3 separate regions of the Danio rerio genome follow, and all the other regions are linked to region 2. The links are chromatin contacts, called in public Hi-C and HiChIP or PLAC-seq maps. All regions are on one chromosome and are shown on one strand. Each heading gives the region's core, a stretch centred on a gene start, on an enhancer-like site or on the middle of the called end of the contact. The rest is flanking DNA. Distances are from core to core; before and after follow the strand shown.

Region 1 (2,845 bases), core at 169-2,668, 260 kb before region 2:
TATCCTTTTCCAATCTGCCAAACAACAAGTAAATATCCAACCTGATTGCACTGCAAAAAAAAAATGCTTTTCTTACTTAGATTTTTGTCTTGTTTTTAGTCCAAATATTCAAAAATTCTTAAATCAAGAAGAATTTTCTAGGAAAGCAAAACATATTGTCTAATAATAATATGCCAATATTAAGCGAGTTTTTCCATAAAACAAGCAAAATAATCAGACAATGGAGTAAGCAAAATATATCTTTTTCTTTGACATAAGATTATTTTGCTTACCCCATTGGCAGATCATTTTGCTTGTTTTGAGGAAAAACTCACTTAATTTGGGCTGTTATTCCTGAAAAAAAGGCAATAGGTTTTGCTTGTCAAGAAAATTCTTCTTGATTAAGGAATTTTCAGATATTTGGACTAAAAATAAGACAAGAAAATTTAAGTAAGAAAAGCTTTTTTTGCACTGTGTAATCCCATTATTTAAAACACCCACTAAACTTACTCTCTGTATATCTGGTGATCTTGACATTTATATTTGAAAAGATACATTTGTGAACTATTTTATAAAAGAAAAGCTACAAATTGTATTTGTCTATATATTTTTTTATATAAATACAATCTAGATATTAAATTGAAAATGTATTGATGTATCTGATTTTTACACAAAATTAAACTAAATTCCTCAAAGTTTTCAGCACGACTGTAGGTTCGGACGGGTTTACAGTAGTAGGGCCAGTATGGAGAGCCATTTCGAGCATACTCCAAAACATAGGGACGCAGCAATGAAAGCGGCGCACATATATGACAGAGCCAAGCATGAACTCTGACACACACACACACAATTCACACGAAGTAGTAGTATAAGATTCGGCAATGACATACATGTGCAACCCCTAGCGCTGGGTTCATTGCCACGCGTGCTAATCTCATTAATATGTATATCTTTGTATTTTAATACTATGTATCTCCGGGTAAATATGCGAGTTCACACAGGGTTACGCCTGTCTTTTCGTTTAAAAGACAAAAAAACAAACAGAATGTTATACTCAAGGAAACACCGCTGAAATCTTACCATTTGCATGTTGACAAGTGTCATTCATACTGAAACCACTTCGTTTGTGCGCGTGAAATGACCCCTTTTCCCAAATTGTGAAAGTGGATCAAGAAAATCCCAGCCGCAGCTGCAGTAGTAGGCCAGAGAACCTGAGAACACATTCACGCTACCATCACTCTCCAGCCCTACAATATAAAAACACAGCAAAGACATGCATTATAACACTCACGCAGAGAGCAGGCTTCCCAGTGCGCGGTGTCTGAGTCACAGCGTACCTCCGCTTTACGATACGGACGTTGTACTTTTCATTTTCAGTGATTATGCTTTCCTTGCTGTCGACCTGCTCCTGGTTCTGTTTCAAGCCCGTGACTGTATGTGTCTATGAACAGCAGCCAATCGGCACAGCAACCCAGCCCCCTGTGAGAGGAGCTCTCCTCAACTCCTGTGCTTCACTTTATCCCCAAAACACATCCCAATAAACGCTCAAATGCATTTTTAATCGAACATTTCAACGTCTTTTCAACATTTTCCCCAGTTATACGCGCTTTTATAACGGGTTGACGTTTCTGCTATTAATTGACAGCATGTTTCATTGAAGTGATATGACAGAAAATTCTGAAACAAACATAAGTGTTTAACACAAACATTAGGAACATTATTTAAATACGCGTTTTGATTGTAAGTTCAGCGCTCTTGTTATTCAAGATGGAGTCTGCCGTGTGCTGGCACAGGCCACAAAGTGTTAAATTTCGATTTTGAAGTAAGCCTTTATACATCCAAGAAGTTGTAGCTCGCCTTTCAACGACGCTTTTTACATTGTGTTAATGATAACATGCCTCGCGCTCAACGTGTTCTATGCGTTCTGCAGTGTTACTCCATGAATAATGGCAAATTCGTGTAACGTTATATATATATGTATTAGAAGAGGATGTGCGTAATAAACAAGGCACAAACATCGCCAGCAACGCGGCTTCTCCGTCTCATTAAGTCACATCTTCATAAAATGGCATCGAATCTGTTCATTCAGGTTATATTTGGGCGTGTGAACAAATACACCGCGGGTTTGATTTCCTGCTTCTGCCGTTAATAAAACAATTCTGGTGAGAGAAAATGGAGGAGTCGGACATTATGCCGACGACTGTGCCAAGGATTAATGTCGTGCGAGTTTGGCATTTGAGCGATTTAAAGCGACGAACAGATATATTTTTATCCCATTTCAATAAGTGGCAGCGATAACATGTATTTGGGGTAGTTTGCAACATGTCTGTTTCAAATCCTGCATAACTCAAAACTGTTCATCGTCCGGTTAGGGATATTTTAGGGGATGGCGTGTTCAGGGCTTGGGGACTGCCGTCGTATCCACTCGACGCAGTTAAAGATGTTTCTCTCTGTCATCTTTAAGGGAAATCTGCGAAAGATGTCAACACTGGCGTTGAGCTGAGAGAGAAAGTGTTTCAGAGCTGTCTGTGGGCCTGCTGTTGCTGTTTTCTGCTTCGCCTGAACAGCGCCGCACCTGACAGAAAAAAACACACCCGGGGTAGGCTAAGTTACAGCAGGAAAAGTACACGGAATTTGCGGACGTTTTTTGCTATTTCTGCGGATAATTTTGGTAAAAATCTGCGGATTTCTGTGGAATTATTTTGGGAGTATCATAACTAAAACCTTAACATGTGAAATATTTAATATTATCTTTTTAACTTTTATTTAATATTTAAAATGCAAATTCAATTAGATCCACTTTATTTGGTAAACAAAGCAAGTCCCTCATACAATATATCTACTAAAAGACAGAAAAAAATACTTT
Region 2 (2,700 bases), core at 173-2,672:
TACTACAAAGAGGCTTTTCATGATCAAATCCAAGAAACACAAACACAACGTTTTGGCGGCAAAGTACGCTACGCTAGATTTAAACCTGAAACACTTTCCTTGCGTTTAATCGCTAATTTGAGAGCGTGTCTTACATCGACCTTGGATACACTGTTCTTCACAGACACTAAAGCAGCAGTGCTGGAGCACCGGGAGACAGAGCTAGGCTAACGTTGCCATGCTTTACGCTGATTTACTCGCTCACGTGCTGTACATTGTGGCCATAAGTATCTTGTTTTGCTTGTAAACAATGTATCGAACATAAGGCTGTTTATTATGAATGAATGTTAGCGATTTCTTACCCTCGGCCGCCCCTGAAGGTAAATATGGAAAATCTCCATTTGGTTCTTGCTGCGCCATGATGTTTGCAGGAGGCGGATCGCGCATGCCCAGACAATACATGCGCTGAACAAGCCTCTCCATGCTGTACAAACCAACTGTTTTCATTTAATTTAATATTTATATATATATATATATATATATATATATATATATATATATATATATATATATATATATATATATATATATATATATATATATATATATATATATTCGAATTTATTTAAAGTACTCATGTTTGTTTTACTATTTAAATCTTATTTTCTGACTTAGTGCTGGCTGTTAATTTAGTACTTAGTAACCGTTGCTTTCCACTTTAAAATAGCTGTTTATTCACAAGGAATTATTCATATTTGTATTTATATTCTTCATTCAACACATATTTGTGTTTGTTTTTATCTAAAATGTTTAAACTGGTCGTGTGCTTGACTGTAGAGTGACCGTTTGTAGATGATGATTGAATCGTTTTATAAAGTCAACTCTATCAGTGAATCATTTGAGCAGGACTCGAATCTATCTGTGAGTTGGTCTGAATCCATCGGTTGAAATTAAAAATAAAATATAGAATTAATAGCATCATGTCCCTAATAAACCTCGCTTAATATACCAATAACGTTTCTAAGAATCATATTTCTAAAAGAAAAGTTTGTAATTCTTAGTTATCGTTGTTAGCAATAACTAAAATTTATATAGTCTGTTTAAAAACAGATTAATTACTTAAAACTGACCATTTCCAACCAAAATAAAGCCCCAAAATGATCTATTAAATAATTTGATTATGTGTATGATGTTCTTTAATTTTAATTACATTAATTTTATGTAGTTGACATCGCATCCTTTTTCTGATTTACGTGTGTTTGAACGTCTAAAACTTTTCTTTTACTTTTATAAAATTGTTTCGACATCCTAGTGTGAATGAACGAATCATTGAATTGAACTGAATTGAACCGGTTCATTGAAAACAACCCGGTTTACTCTAATGACTCGAAACTTCTCTTGATTTTGCGCGCGCTGTCGGCTATGACGTAACATTTTTCCTTGTCCCTCATGTCACGTGACCTGACAACCGCTTGCGAAAATAGCTTCGAATCGAAATCCTTATTTCTGAAGCCTTTTACTAAGCGAACCAACACCGAAATGCCGAATATGAACACTGAATGTGTTTGGTAAAAGTTCATGGGTGGTTAAGCTGGAGCAGAGTCTCGGAGAGCGCGTCTAGGAGTGAGCAGAGAGAGAGAATTAATGTTGTTGAAGGCGCAGGATGCCCCGCCGGAAGCGCACAGGGGATGAAGGCGGAAGAAGAGCCAAAGTCAGCCGAGTGGAGCTCAATGAGGAGCCCCTGGTCATTTCTGATTCTGATCATGAAGAGGTGAGTTACTATACACGCAGCAGACAACAACACAATGTCTGTTTGAGTTCGTTTATAGCATTCTGGGTGGGTAAATCGGGATAAACAATAAGCAGTCCAAAAAATTACCATGGTAAAAGTTCTTTCTGCTAAATTTCAAAGTCAGAATCTCATACAAAGCATTGACAGTGTTATGCTAATTACTCTCCAGTATCGTCACTACGCACAATTGCACAATTATTAAACAGGTTTTCCAAACATTTGCCCTTTTGTCATTGTTTTGCTAAACAGTCACCCCTAAACTCATACTCAAACTATTGGTTAAATGATTTAAGCTTATAATCGGAAAGACTTCAGAAAATGTATTTATCTATTGTAAGTTTCTGTATTGCTGGAGGCAGGCCTGGATTAAGAATTCAGCCGAGGCTTGAACCAGCGACCTTCTTGCTGTGACGTGAACGTGCTACCCACTGCACCACCGTGCAGCCCGAGTTCAGCTTTGTTAAAAACTTTTTCTTAAATAAAAAGTCTTAAAATGTAAACATCACATGATGTAAATAAGTTGTCATAATAAGATATAGGTTAGATCAGGGGTGTCAAACTCAATTCCTGGAGGGCCGAAGCCCTGCACAGTTTAGTTCCAACCCTGCTCCAACACACTTACCTGTAGGTTTCAAACAAGCCTGAAGGACTCAATTAGTTTGATCAGGTGTGTTTAATTAGGGTTGGAACTAAACTGTGCAGAGCTGCGGCCCTTTTGGAATGGAGTTTGACACCTGTGGGTTAGATAGAACATTATAATTAAGGTGACGATACATTCCTGGGCAATCCATTTTACAGAAACACAAAATTAGGTCACTTAACCTTAAACTCTGTTAATATTGTTAATAAATAAATGATTAAATTGTGGGATTATCGAACATAGACTTGAATTCTAAAACACATGCCTTAAAGCCTCCGAGTCTATTTAA
Region 3 (2,777 bases), core at 188-2,687, 340 kb before region 2:
TGCAGGCTTGTCTCCGCGGATGATTTTGTAAAGTAGGAACAAACAAAGACATAGCAAACTGATGTTCAGTGGCGACGTGAAAATTTCCTGAAGGATTCCAGAAGTTTGCTCGACTGCTTCTTCAGCCATTTCGATTCTGATACTGTGCGTGAGAACATCGAGGCTCGACGTCGACTGCAGCTGTGCACCAATCACAGAAGCCAAAAACACACAATGGTGAGGCGCCAGCCAATCAGAGTCGAGGTGGATGTTCTGGGGTGTGTAGTTTTTGCGATGGGGTTGAAGTTAGCTGTTATATATATTTACATTTGCATTTGAGTATTTATTTAAAAACGTCTAATAAAACCCAATGACTGTAAACCGCATTAAGTTCCTTTCAGACACCCCCTTTTATCTTTATATCATGACAACCAATTTATGCAATTTATTGTTTAACTGTGTTAAACTTTAAGTTTAAAAGTAAAAAAAAAAAAAAAAAAAAAAAAAAATATATATATATATATATATATATATATATATATATATATATATATATATATATATATATATATATATTTATTCTGTTTCATGGCAACATTTATTATCCTGTCATATCCTGTCATGCACTTAATCTTAAAGTTCTGTATTTATGAATTACTTTAGTTATGTGTTGACTGTTTAAGTACCATAAAGACTTTTAATAATCTATATGAGGATTTAATTAATGTTAAACAAGGAAATTTTCTTTCAACCCTAATCAAACACTGATCCAACTAATCGAAGTGTCTGTTCAAGACTATTAAAGAGATGAAAGTGAGGTGAATGGGTTTAAACTATGCAGATCTACGGCCCTCCAGGAAATGAGTTTGAGACCACTCTTTTAAAATAATATAACTAACTGTGGCTATAAATAATGTTGTTATATTAATTGTGACAATATGTATTATTGTATAATACTGTAATGTATCAATACAATATTAATACTAATAATGTATCATGTATAACATTGTAAAATGTTATCAAAATGTTTCTGGGAAATATCCTATCCCATTTCCAGGACCCGTTGTTCCTGATACGTCCAGTAGAGGGGATGGTGGTTAGGTTTAGTGGAGGGTTGGGTTGGGGCCACACAATCGGTTTGTGTTGAGACAACATGAAGAAATTAAGTTACCTTAGTTGTTTTTTTTTTTTTTTACAAATTGAAGTGGATGGAATAAGAAAAAATTAAGTTGTTCCAAAGAACTCAAAGATTGTGTTGCTTCAGATCATATTAAGTAAGTAGCTTAAACAAACAGCAAACAATTTTCTTTGGTGTAATAACGGGACCTTCTGGAATTTTGGTCCCAGAACTGTGGCCTGGCAGCCTCTCTAGTTATGCAGGAACCGACAGGAACACACGAGTTCGTCCTCCAGACAGCAGGTGGCGGGATAAAATGTTAGGGATTGTTTCATTCCTCAATGGAGGAGAGAAGAGCAACGGGAAAAACAAAACACATCAGTGCTAAAGTCCAGTGACGTGGCCGCATACACAGAAGAGAAACAGAGCAGAAGGTTGAGTATGTCATGTCCGTATTTTATACAGTTTAATATTATCGTCTTCTGTCAAATGACATTTATAGCGCTCAGCTTGCTGGAATTCGACTAATGATAATATAAGTTAGCTTAGCGTGCTACTGTGGCAGACATGTAAAGTAAATGGCTAGGATGCACTTCAGCATCAAATATAACAGCTGTTCGTGTGGATTGTGCCTAACATTTAAATCTTTAGTTTAATGTGTGATGCAGGCTGTGTAAATTTGTGCTGTATTGAAGGCAGTTTTGTACACAATAATGTATCATGAAGCAACCCTTTTCTCTTAATGTAAGTGTTAAGGCATTTATTTGTCTATTTCAGAAGACTGCTATGTGTTAAAATGTCTGATAACGAAGACTCCTCAAGTGACCAAACAGAGAAATCAGTGGACCAGGAGCCCACAGCGGCAGCACCACCTCACAGAGATGAGACTGATGGATCTGATGTAGCACCAACCCGAAAAACCAGGAGAAGACCTGAGCAGAAACTTCCAGCAGAAGAGCAGGAGAACCCCGAGACACAGCAGACAACAACAACAACGAGTGCTTCAGATGTACGCTTTCACCATGTGGAAACTGATAATATTAATATTTCTTAATATTAGTAATCTTCTGGTATTCCTCAGATTATAAAAAGAAACATACTGTATTTTGTTTTGGTGGTAATTACTTAGTAAAATTTGGCATTTTGAGTGGATTTTCTGGCACTAGATCAGTGGTTGAACCCAAAATCCTCTTGTTGTCCATTGACTTTTCTAGTCTAACAAAATTATACATGTTTATGTTATTAGTATTTTATTTTCCCCATTAATTTCCTATTGTCTTCCTATTATCTTTCCTATCTTTTCCAGTAAAAATGTTAGCGATTTTACTTTTTTTCATAGATCACCAATTAGTCTTTTTTAAAATAAAAATTATTTAAAATTATGTAAAAGCATGACTGAAGACCAGCGATGCTCTGATTGATCGGTTGGAGATCGGTATCAGCTGATAAACACATTTAATGACTCGATTGGCACTCGCTGATCTGGTCGATCTCATGAAGTGATCGCAAATGTTTGTTTATGGTTTTACATGCAGAGGAAGATGCACTTGCACACCAGAGTTATATATACAGCAGCTACTGCATGTATTTAAGCCTTTTTACATACAGTATAAGAACAACTAAAAGTTCTGTTTTTGATAATATTGCAAGTTCACCAAAACATGGCTGGTAATATTAGATA

What was found. A called contact is a pair of places that touch in the nucleus more often than the background predicts. HiChIP or PLAC-seq counts read pairs in DNA pulled down with a chosen protein or histone mark.
Region 1: a contact with region 2 is called in an H3K4me3 HiChIP or PLAC-seq map of gastrula embryo, with 7 times the contacts expected there. The contact joins the promoter of nsd1b here to the promoter of uimc1 in region 2. A contact is called at or near these places in 1 of 18 Hi-C or Micro-C datasets (embryo) and 3 of 4 datasets of contacts at active chromatin or transcription factors (caudal fin, embryo and gastrula embryo).
Region 3: a Hi-C map of an unstated tissue shows a contact between it and region 2, with 4 times the contacts expected there. The contact joins the promoter of fam114a2 here to the promoter of uimc1 in region 2. A contact is called at or near these places in 1 of 18 Hi-C or Micro-C datasets (an unstated tissue) and 2 of 4 datasets of contacts at active chromatin or transcription factors (embryo and gastrula embryo).

What each region holds. Positions count from the first base shown.
Region 1 is chr21:41,013,633-41,016,477 of GRCz12tu, reverse strand. It overlaps nsd1b (nuclear receptor binding SET domain protein 1b), which reads right to left and starts at 1,418. Exons shown (of 23, transcript XM_073935469.1): 1 at 1,317-1,418; 2 at 1,060-1,190.
Region 2 is chr21:40,751,570-40,754,269 of GRCz12tu, reverse strand. It overlaps uimc1 (ubiquitin interaction motif containing 1), which reads left to right and starts at 1,422. Exons shown (of 18, transcript XM_003200891.7): 1 at 1,422-1,750. The coding sequence starts at 1,643. znf346 (zinc finger protein 346) reads right to left here and starts at 465. Exons shown (of 7, transcript NM_001081749.1): 1 at 342-465. The coding sequence starts at 462.
Region 3 is chr21:41,096,298-41,099,074 of GRCz12tu, reverse strand. fam114a2 (family with sequence similarity 114 member A2) reads left to right here and starts at 1,437. Exons shown (of 14, transcript XM_073935473.1): 1 at 1,437-1,544; 2 at 1,874-2,105. The coding sequence starts at 1,893. It overlaps pgrmc1 (progesterone receptor membrane component 1), which reads right to left and starts at 138. Exons shown (of 3, transcript NM_001007392.1): 1 at 1-138. The coding sequence starts at 129.